Linked DNA regions of Mus musculus: region 1 is linked to region 2. A link is a contact called in public promoter capture Hi-C data. All regions are on one chromosome and are shown on one strand. The core of a region is the stretch at or near the end of the contact, and the rest is flanking DNA. Distances in the headings are between cores, read along the strand shown.

Region 1 (5,613 bases), core at 3,023-5,522, 2.3 Mb before region 2:
ACTCCCCTCCAGCTCTGTCTTTCAGGGCCTTGCTCAAAACAATGAACTAAAGACAGTTCAAAGATTAAGAGCATTAATTGCTCTCCAGAGGATCTGAGTTCAATTCCCAGCTCCCACATGGCAGCTCCCAGCTGTCTGTAACTCCACCGCCAACAGATCTGACACCAAGCAAATATGCATGCAGGCAAAACATCAATGCACAGCAAATAAAAACCAGTAAATGGCACCTGAAGTATCTGGGCATCGGAAACCCTTACAGTGCCAACCTGGCTATGCACAAGTGCACAAGCACTCCAGGTCCAGCTGCACCATCTCAGAGGACATCATCTCTCACAATAAGAGAGCGATAGCATCAGTAAGTTTTACCCTGTATTACTCCTCCCACAGGGACTGAACTGTATCAACGGAGGATAAAGAGATTTGCCCACAATCACCCAGCTAGAAAGCAGCAAAACAGGACCCTGGTCCCAAGTCTTTGTACTAACTATGACTCCAGGACCCTCCCTCCAATTAACTGGAGTGTGGCTCAAAGAAGCAGTGGGGCTCACCTCAATGTTGAGCAGGAAGGCGGTCTTAGCCTCTTCTGTCACCCTGTGCTTGACCTCAGGTGTCATCTCCAGAGTGTTCATTCGAGCACGATAGAGCTGTTTGAACTTGGTGGGGCTGTCGATGTTCGGGAAGGTAAAAAAAGCCAGGCCCTCCCCAGAGCTGGGCAAGGCCATGGCCTTCTGTGCAATCTTCTTCAGGACCTGACCCCCTGAGAGGTCACCCAGGTAGCGGGTATATGCGTGGGCCACCAGCAGCTCAGGGTGAGTGCGCCCCACCTCGTGGAGACGCTTTACATAGTGCTGTGTGGCTGGCGTGCAAGGGATGATTTCCTGCCAGTGAGGCCCATACCAGAAGGCCATGTCCTGCTCCAGGGCAGCCCTTCGGTGCAGCTCCTCAGGGAAGTAGAGTGGGGCATAGACTGGGTTCTGCTTGTTGCGCTCTATCTCCTCTTCCAGGGCCGTGTAGATATGGTACAAGGAAGCCATCACCAGCTGAAAAATAGAGTCAACTTGTCCCTAGAAGAGCCTACATGACTGCATTCTGGAAGGTAGGCCTCCTGTCCCCACCACCCTCCACTCCCCCACCCACAGTCAGTGTACTCTACCCTGTGTCTGATGTTTGCTACTGGCATCAGTTAAACAACCGCAAAATCAGTCTATTGTATATACTGTGCATTTAAGCCCGGCTGTCGAAACCCCATTTCTCAGGCAAGAAGGCTCGGAGGTTAAATGAGGTAGCCAATCTCACTGTGGGGACAGGACACTGCAGGGCTAAGGCAAACTTCTCCTTGCCTTCAGAGGCAAGTTGAAATCGGGTCAGGAGATCTGGGTGCAGTGGTACATGCCTGTGGTCCGAATAGGAGGCTGACACAGGAGAACTGCGTGTTCCTGAACTGTGTAGTGAGACCCCCATCTAATAACCCAAGAGCTCGAGCTCGGATTGTGGGTCAGTGGTAAAGAACCCAGCCAGCATGTACGAGGCCCTGAGTTAACCAGGTCAAGAGCACAGGCTCCGAACCTAGGCCATCTTTGTTTGATTTTGGTCTTTTCCACCTAAAGCTGACAGGATGGCCTCTTATCCTCGATGAGTCTTCTTCCCCTTATGCACGTCAAAGGTTGAGATAAGAATATAACGGGACCAACTCAGAATACATGTTCCTAAGCCTTAACCATCCTGCTGCACTGGCCCCACCCCCACCCGCATCACATCTTCTCCTCACTGAGCCACAGTATCAATGTAATAAGGTGACTTCCTTGGACAGGCCCTCATCATTCCTGGCTCCAACCTCCCCGTTAAATTATTGGCATAAGCACTGGGCATACCTGCTATACCCCAGTGCTCTGGTCAACCTACACGTCACATACCTTAAAGCCTTCTCTGGACACCTGACCCTTCTGAAAGTTCTTCATGAACTCAGCATTCTCGGCTTGGATGTGTACCTCCTTGGTGGCCTCCTTCAAGGCCTCAGACAAATCCTGGGGCATGCTGTGGAGGAGGAGAGGAGAATCAGCAGGGGATCAAGCGATGTCTGTGAATGATTAGACCTGCAGAATAGCTCCAGCCTCCAATGTTGGCCAAGCCACCGTCTTAACCATGCAAACAGATGTCAGTCATTAAGTACTATGGGATATTGTCCCCAAAACCACAGGCAGAATCCCTATTCTAGTTATTTCCAGTAAAGGGGAGGCAAGGTATGGCCTGACCACAGTGAAGAACCATACTAGTCCAACCACTATGCTCAAAGGGAGATTTTTTTTTTCCAAGACAGGGTTTTTCTCTATGTGGCCCTGGCTGTCCTTAGAACTCACTCTGTAGATCAGACTGGCCTCAAATTCAGAGATCTGCTTACCTCTGCCTCCTGAGTGCTGGGATTAAAAACATGCACCACCACAGCCTGGCTAAGGGTAGAGACTTTGGTGAGCTTTTAGATCCAACCTGAAGACATTTCTTTAAAAAATTCAGCTACAGATTTTACAACCAGCGGAGTGTGATGTTACACATCCTTAATTCCAGCATTCAGGAGGCAGAGGGAGGGCAGATCTCTTAGTTTGATGTCAGCCTGGTCTGTCTACATAGTGAAGGAAGTTCAGCACAGGGCTATATAGGAAGAGTCTCAAAACAAACAAACAAACAAACAAACCCACCAAATCCAACTTTCACACACACACACACACGCTCTATACTCAAAGTATCTGCATTAAATAGTTTCTGTAATCCAGCAGGAGGATTGGAGAGTTTCAGACCAGTCCGGCACGATCTTTAAATCAAAAAGGTGCCGATACTGTACCTTAGTGGTACAGTGCTTGCCTAGAATGTCTGAAGTACTAAATTCAATCCTTACTGCTAAAGTCAGGGATGAGGATTAAACACTGGAAGGAGGCTCAGCCAGGAAAAGCACTTGCCACCATGCCTGATAAGCCAATCTTTCTTGGAACCCACATGGTGGTCTGAGAAATGACTCCTTTCAAGTCCTCTGACCTTCACATGTTTAATGTGTCACTCTACATGCACAATAAATAAAATGTAATGAGACACTTTAAATAAAAATATAAAAATAAGGTTGGTGGGCTGGAGAGGTGGCTCAGCGGTCAAGAGCACTGACTGCTCTTCTAAAGGTCCTGTGTTCAATTCCCAGCAACCACATGGTGGGTTCTGACACCTTCATCTGCTGTGTCTGATGACAGCTATAGTGTACTCATATACATTAAATAAATAAATAAATAAATACATAAATATTTTAAAAAAAAACTTTTTTTTAAAAAAAGTATGATTGGGTTTATTAAAAAAAAAAAAAAAAAGAGCTGGGTGGAATGGCACATGCCTCTAATGTCAGCACTAGGGAGGCAGAAGCAGACAGATCTCTGAGTTCTAGGCCAGCCGGATCTACAGAGTGAATTCCAAGACATCCAGGGCTACAAAGAGGAACTCTGTCTCAAAAGTCAAAGAGGAGAAGGAGGAGGAGGAGGAGAAGGAGGAGGAGGAGGAGGAGGAGGAGGAGGAGGAGGAGGAGGAGGAGGAGGAGAAGCCAAGCATGGTGGTGGAGCACGTTCAATCTCAGGAAGCAAAGTGAAGCGAACTGGAGTTCAAGGCCAACTTGATCTACTAGGGAGTTCCAGAGTTCCAGGACTACATAGACCCTGTCTCCAAAACAAAACACACAAAAACCCCTCCTCTCCCCACACACCCCCAAACAAAAAACACCCCAACCTCAGCACCCTCTAGTTCTGCTACTGGCCTCCCTGCATCTTACAAATCGTCTGAGGTTGGAAATTGATAAGTGACCACTCCGCGCCAGCAAAAGACAAGCTCCCCAACCCCCAACCCCAAGAATAGTGAGTACGGGTTCCAGGACTTAGCAGTGCGTTCACCATCCCTCAAACCTGGATACTACAAGACACTCCCAATCGTCACCTCCAGCGTGTCAGAGGAGTGAATCACATTTTCTCCCTCCAGCTTCCCATAGCTACAGGTAGACTGGGCGGTAACTCGTCCCCTGGCCCCGCAGCCTGCATTCCCAGGCAGGATAAGGGACACCGGTCACAGCTCCCTTCCCCACACAGTCGCTTGCCTGTCGGGCTGTGGACGCTCCATCACCGGACTGGGCTAGTTCAGGCTGGTTCTGCTCGATTCAGGCTCCGGGCTATGCTCGAGACGGCTCTGCGCGGGCAGGCTCCACTCACTGGTTGTATGCGGAAACTCTGGAGGCGACTGGAGACCGTGAGCGAGCAGCTGCCCGCGCCAGCCCTTTAAGTACGCGGGTCACGTGGTGGCCGCCCAGCTGAGCCGGCGTTCTCGCTGCTGTTGCAACATCCAGCCCGGAGGCGGGCCCTGCCTGTAAGGGGATAAATCATATGACTCTGGCAAGTCTGTTACAAAAAAAAGGGAGAGAGAGAGAAAAAAAAGAGAAGAGAAGAGAAGAGAAGAGAAGAGAAGAGAAGAGAAGAGAAGAGAAGAGAAGAGAAGAGAAGAGAAGAGAAGAGAAGAGAAGAGAAGAGAAGAGAAGAGAAGAGATCTGAATGAGTTGCCTCTTGGCAGAATTTGGGTCCTTTCCAGAACCCTCTACTCTACTCAGTGACAGGAAGACGGGAGTAGCCCTTCAGGAATCTTGAAGGTTTCAGAACTATAAGACGATCCTAAATGTGAGATGCTGGTGGGCAAACCCAGGGATTGACCCACACTACCTGAGTCTACCTTCCCGGAACTCTTAGGATAGCTGGTTTTTTCAATCCTTTATGTTCACAGTTCTGCTTGGTTTGCTGACACTTGCCTTGATTAACTTTTCCATGGTTTATCCCTATATATCATGGTGGGGACATAGATGGCTCCAGTTTTACAGGTGGGGAATCTGAGCTGGAGGTTGAAGTGTTCTGCCCAGGGTCTCATGGAGTGCAGCACCCGAGTGTTTGGCTGCCTTCTCGGCGCTCTCCTAGAACCTGGTCCACACCATGACTTCCTGATGCCCAGGTACAGAAGACTGTGAAGTCAGGACACATAGCTCTGACACATCTATCACCACAGATACCCACTGCTGCTTAGCAGGGTAAGGCTTGGAATTCACCTTCTGAATTCCTGATGAGCTGGACTCTTCAGTACAGAACAGACATGACACAGACATACTGGGTGGTTCTTCAAAGCCTCCATAGTTTTGTATGTCCTCTTTTGTTGTTGTTAAAAGTATTTACTTCTTAAAATATTTCTTTAAAAAGTATTTACTATTTTCTGGGTAGTGATGGCACATTCCTTTAATTCTAGCACCTAGGAGGCAGAGGCTGGCAGATCTCTGTGAGTTTGGAACCAGTGTGGTCTACAGAGTGAGTTCCAGGACAGCAGAGGTTACACAGAGAAACCCTGTCTGGAGAAGACAACAATGAAAAGAATATTATTTATTTTATGTGTGTGTATAGGCCCATGTATATGTATGCATGCATTCATGCTGGGTGCATATAGGTGCCTGAGAAGGCCAGAAAAGGGCATTGGATCCCCTAGAACTGGGAATTAAGGTGGTAGTGAGCTGCCCATGCTCACAACTGAATTCAAGTCCTCTGTAAGAGCAGAAAGTACTGT
Region 2 (4,881 bases), core at 393-2,892:
CTTCCAGCCTCCCTGGAGGCCTGAGAGGAGCTGCTGGCCTCCGGCTGGCGACACAACATAGCGCGTACCTTCTCCCTGAACTCATGGGACACATAGTAGTAGATGAAAGGGTCTACGCAGCTGTTGAGGGTGCTGAGTGCCAGGCTGGGCACATAGGCTCCATAGAGATTGCCCCAGGCCTCAGGGCTCGGGTTTGAATAGTGCAGCACCAGCAGCACATTGCTAGGTGTGAAAGAGGCCACTGCCGAGAACAGTACCAGGGCTGTCAGTCTGAGTGCATGGCTGTAGCGCTGGCCATTGGCCGCCAGTGCACGAAGGGTGGCTCCATAGCACAGGCCCATGGCCAGCAGTGGCACGAAGCAGCCCAGGACAGCCAGGCAGATGAAGGCCGGTCTCCAGTGGGAGGTCTGCTCAGTCAGGGGCAGCGCATCATGACACAGCATGCGATCGGAGCCAGCTAATCGGAAGGTCTGCCGATGCAGAGTGAGAGGCAAGGCCAGGGTGGCTGCAGAGAGCCAGGCCACCAAACAGAGTCCAGTAGTGAGGCGTTGACCACGCAGTGCACGGGCCCGCAAAGGATGCACCAGGGCCAGGTATCTGTCCAAGCTGACTGCAGCCAGCAGCAACACTGAACCATACATGTGGCCATAGAGGGCAGCTGTGGCCACCCGGCAGGCAGCCTCACCAAATGGCCAGCGCTGGCCACGCAAGTGGTAAGCCAGTCGTGGTGGCAGCACCAGGGCCAACAGCAGATCAGCCACTGCCAGGTTCATGAGCAGAATGGTGGATGGCAGGCGTGGCACCCTTGTGGCCAGCACCCACAGCGCCAGCCCATTGGCAGGCAGCCCCACAGCCACCACAAGCCCATAGAGGGCAGGTACCAGCCTCGTGGGGACCCACCCCAGCAGCAGTGCTTGAGAGCTGGCCGGGAGCTCCAGCGTGTCACTGTCGTTGGCACAGAATTTGCCCGGGTAGCCTCGTGGATTAGGCTTGTCTGAGGACTTCGGCTCCTTGAGTTCTACTGTGGGACCCAGAGGGCCTTCTGTGGGAGAGAGGGGACATCAGTCAACCACTGCTCTGCCCTGCCTTTAGGGATACAAGATGAAGGAGAATAGCCTTGAGAGTCTTAGGCATTGTGGGTGCCTCAGTGTCCCCACTCCAGCACTCAGTTAATGGAAGGATACAACCCAGTCCCAAAGGCATGGAGTTTAGGGACCTAAGACTGTAAGCCTGCTCAGCAATAGCTCCATTTCTGATCCACCCCTTTAAGGGACACAGTCACTCACCATGGCTTCCCCTGGTACTCTCTACATCATCGTAGATGCTGGGGGTCTGGATGCCCTCTGCCAGGCTGATGCTGAGCCCCAGCACCAAAGGATACAGCAGCGGCCAGCACATGCTGCCAGGATCAGAAGCTTTCTGGGCTGCAGCCTGGGACTTCCTGCCCTGTCAACTCCACCCTCGGCTTCCGGAGTCCTTGTGGGGAGCAACTGCACCTTCGGGGAGACAGCAGAGCTCCCACCCCCATAGACCCATTGGGATCTGCTTGCTCACCCTGGAGCCCATCGAAGGTCCCTGTGTGCACTCAGGAGGTCTGGGTGTCCTGCCTAGGTCTCTCTCTCCAAAATGTCTCATAAAGAACTGGGCCAAGGATGGGAGAAAAGAGTCCTAGGCTTCAGCCTTACTCCCCACCCCCTACCAAATCTCCACAACATCCCCCACCTCACCCAGCCCAGGAAACATCTGTGGATCAAGTGGCCACTTCCTGCTGGCTAGTAACACAGCTCCTGTTTAGATAACAATCCAGCCTTCCTCCAAGTCATCACCATGTGGGATTCTTAGCCCTTCCAGAAGCCACCCACTATTTCCTATCTGTGGCTGGCAAGACAATAACTCATCCCAGTGCATCCTGGCTCTGTTAAAGCAGACCAACAAGCGACACACAATGCCAGCAGGTAAAGAAGGTGCTTGCCACCAAGCCTGATGGCCTGCATTCGATATGCAGGGCCCACATGGTGGAGGGAGAGGGTGAACTCCCACTCTCTGGCTCTGTCCTCTGGCTTCCATATGTACATCTTGGCATCTGAATACACACACAAGCACACATACACATAAATTAGGGTAGGCATGGTGGCACAGCCTTTAATCCCAGCACTCTAGGAAGCCAAGGTAGGCAGATCTCTGTGAGTTCAAGGATAGCCTGGTCTATGTAATAAGTTCCAGGACAGCCAGGACTACATAGTGAGACCCTGTCTCCAGACGGACGGACAGACAGATGTAAGTGAAAGCTAAAGCCATATCAACAATTGTTGTTGTCCAGAGTACCCTAAGTCCTCTTGGGGGATGTGCTAGCTGGTTTTGTGTATCAACTTGACATACACTAGAGTCATCAGAGAAGAAGCCTCAATTGAGGAAATGTATCCATGAGAGTCAGCTGTAAGACATTTTCTCAACTAGTGATCAATGGGGGAGGGCCCAGCCCTATTGCGGGTGGTACCATCCCTGGGCTGGTGGTCCTGGCTTCTATAAGAAAGCAGGCTGAGCAAGCCATGGGGAACAAGCCAGTAAGGAGCACCCACCCCTCCCTGGCCTCTGCATCAGCTCCTGCCTCCAGGTTCCTGCCCTGTAGGAGTTCCGGTCCTGATTACCTTCAAAAATGAACAGTGATATAAAACTGTAAGCCAAATAAACTTGTTCCTTCTCAACCTGCGTTTTTGGCCACAGCGTTTTGTTGCAGCAACTGAAACCCTAAGATGGGGTCACCCTGCCATCTGGATGCCTCTCTTGTTCCAGCTCCTTGCCAGGAGTAAAGTGAGATTCAGGAATGAGGCCCCTGTGTGAGCGTGGGGTCTATGCCCTTCCATATGCCTGCTGTAAGGCATTCAGTGTAAGTGTTTGAGTGTGGGGACCCTTGGAGGCACCAGTCACTGGCCCTCAAAGCTCCAGGTGTGACCTGTGCAGTAGGTGGCCTGACCTCAGCAGAGGGCCCTGAGCTGCCTTGGTGTCCTAGACACTTTGGGGAGTTGTTACAGGCACTGCTCAATTGGGGACTCTGTGTTCAGATGAGGTGGTGGGCAAGTCTGTTATCTCAGCATTTGGAGGCTGAGGCAGGAGAATTGCAATTTTGAGTGCAGCCTGGGCTATGTGATGACAAACAGTCCACAATAACTGGTTGGAAGAGGGTTGGTATGGAGATGTTACTGTGAAAGCATAAGGACCTGAGTTCAAATCCCCAGCACCCATGTAAGCAAGCTGAGCATGGCAGAACACATCTGTAAACCGCAGCTGGAGAGAGAGGGGTCCTGAAGGTTCACTGGTCAGTACACATAGCCCATCAGTGAGCTCCAGATTCAGAGAGACACCCTGTCCCGAAAATAAAGTTGAGTGCTAGGGGAAGACACAGCACTTAGACCTCTGCCCTCTGCATGCACATACACAAAGCTTTCCGCAAAGGGGTGGGGAAGGGGGAGAAGAGACTGAGGTTCAGAGAGGCAGGTACACACATATCTGAGGGAGTGGAGCTCAGTGCCACTCTGCATGCTGAAAACCCAGGTTCATGCCTAGCAATGTAAAACACAAGTCTGCTTTCAAGGACCCCTGTGCCCTTGGAGGAAAAGGCTAGTCTCTGAGGGTGTGCTGGATTCTGGGGGCCAAAGTGTAGAAACATGAAACCCATTTAGGATGGAGGAGCAAAGGCCAGCACAGCCATTTCCAGCCTCATCAGCCCTAAGCAAGCAGGATGTGAATGAGCAGAGCAGTCCTATAGCTTAGGCCCTGGAGTGGAAACAGGCTTGAAATGCCAGGGGTATGGAGGATCCAGCCTTCTCAGGGACAACCAGGGAATGGAGGTTTGCTAAGTGTATGTGACCCAAAAGCTTCTGTGTCTGGAGCTGAGGCTAGTCACACACACACACACAGAGGGGGGGGTGGGGTCTGGACCAGGATGTTTGTGTCCAGGGTGGGGTGGAGGGAGAAGCAGGTGAGGAGGGGTGTCCATCAGGATCAGCATTGAGACATGTAAGGGCAAGGCTTGCTGAGGACAGAAAGGTCTCCGGTTCCAGCCCTAAATAAGGAAGGGCATTCACCACATCCACCATGTGTAAGAAACTTGAGGAGACCTTAGTGTTAAGTGAACTAAGGCTATCTATGGAATTTTCTTCAGACACACCAGAAGAGGGCATCAGATTCCATTATAGATGGTTGTGAGCCACCATGTGGGTGCTGAGAACTGAACTCAGGACCTCTGGAAGTGCAGTCAGTGTTCTTAACTGCTGAGCCATCTCTGCAGCCCCAGCTTTGAACTTTTAAGTTACTGTTAATGCTGGGTTTTGTGTGACCCAGTCTCAGTCTCCTCCACCACACACATAACTCATGATTTTCTTAGTTGCTGTGGAGATCAATAGAGAGTGTTTAAACTGGAGTTAGATGGGTGTGAGCCTCCAATAGATGCTGGGAATTGAACCTGGGTCCTCTGCAAGAGCAGCCAGTGCTCTTAACCACTGAGCCATCTCACTAGCTCCTCATTATGAATGGTTTCTGTTGTTGATGGTGGTTTCTTTTTTTTTTTTTTTTTTTTTCCTCTAAACAGGGTTTTTCTGTGTAGCCCTGGCCATGCTGAACTCTCTGTAAACCAAGCTGGCCTCAAACTCAGTGATCCTCCTGCCAGGATGGGGCTTAAAGGCCTATGCCACCACCACCTAGTCCCAGAATAATTTTTTAAAAAGAAATCTGTTACAATGTAAAGTAGTTTGTGAGTAAAGCCCAGTGTATGTGGCTTTTTTGTCTCCTTCCACCAGGTGGAGCCTGGGGATCAAACTCAAGGTCCCTTTAGTCACTGTACTAAGTGTCCACACCTCCAAATTAGTTTGTAGAATCACAACC

Evidence for each region. Promoter capture Hi-C pulls out the DNA fragments that hold promoters and counts their contacts.
Region 1: a promoter capture Hi-C map of hippocampal neurons shows a contact between it and region 2, with 5 times the contacts expected there. The contact joins the promoter of Hmox1 here to the promoter of F2rl3 in region 2. A contact is called at or near these places in 8 of 39 promoter capture datasets (the HPC-7 cell line, cranial neural crest, embryonic stem cells and 4 more) and 5 of 115 datasets of contacts at active chromatin or transcription factors (acute myeloid leukemia, embryonic stem cells, large pre-B cells and 1 more).

What each region holds. Positions count from the first base shown.
Region 1 is chr8:75,092,277-75,097,889 of GRCm38.p6, reverse strand. It overlaps Hmox1 (heme oxygenase 1), which reads right to left and starts at 4,272. Exons shown (of 5, transcript NM_010442.2): 1 at 4,118-4,272; 2 at 1,914-2,034; 3 at 549-1,040. The coding sequence starts at 4,140.
Region 2 is chr8:72,758,420-72,763,300 of GRCm38.p6, reverse strand. F2rl3 (coagulation factor II (thrombin) receptor-like 3) reads right to left here and starts at 1,642. Exons shown (of 2, transcript NM_007975.4): 1 at 1,287-1,642; 2 at 1-1,042. The coding sequence starts at 1,398.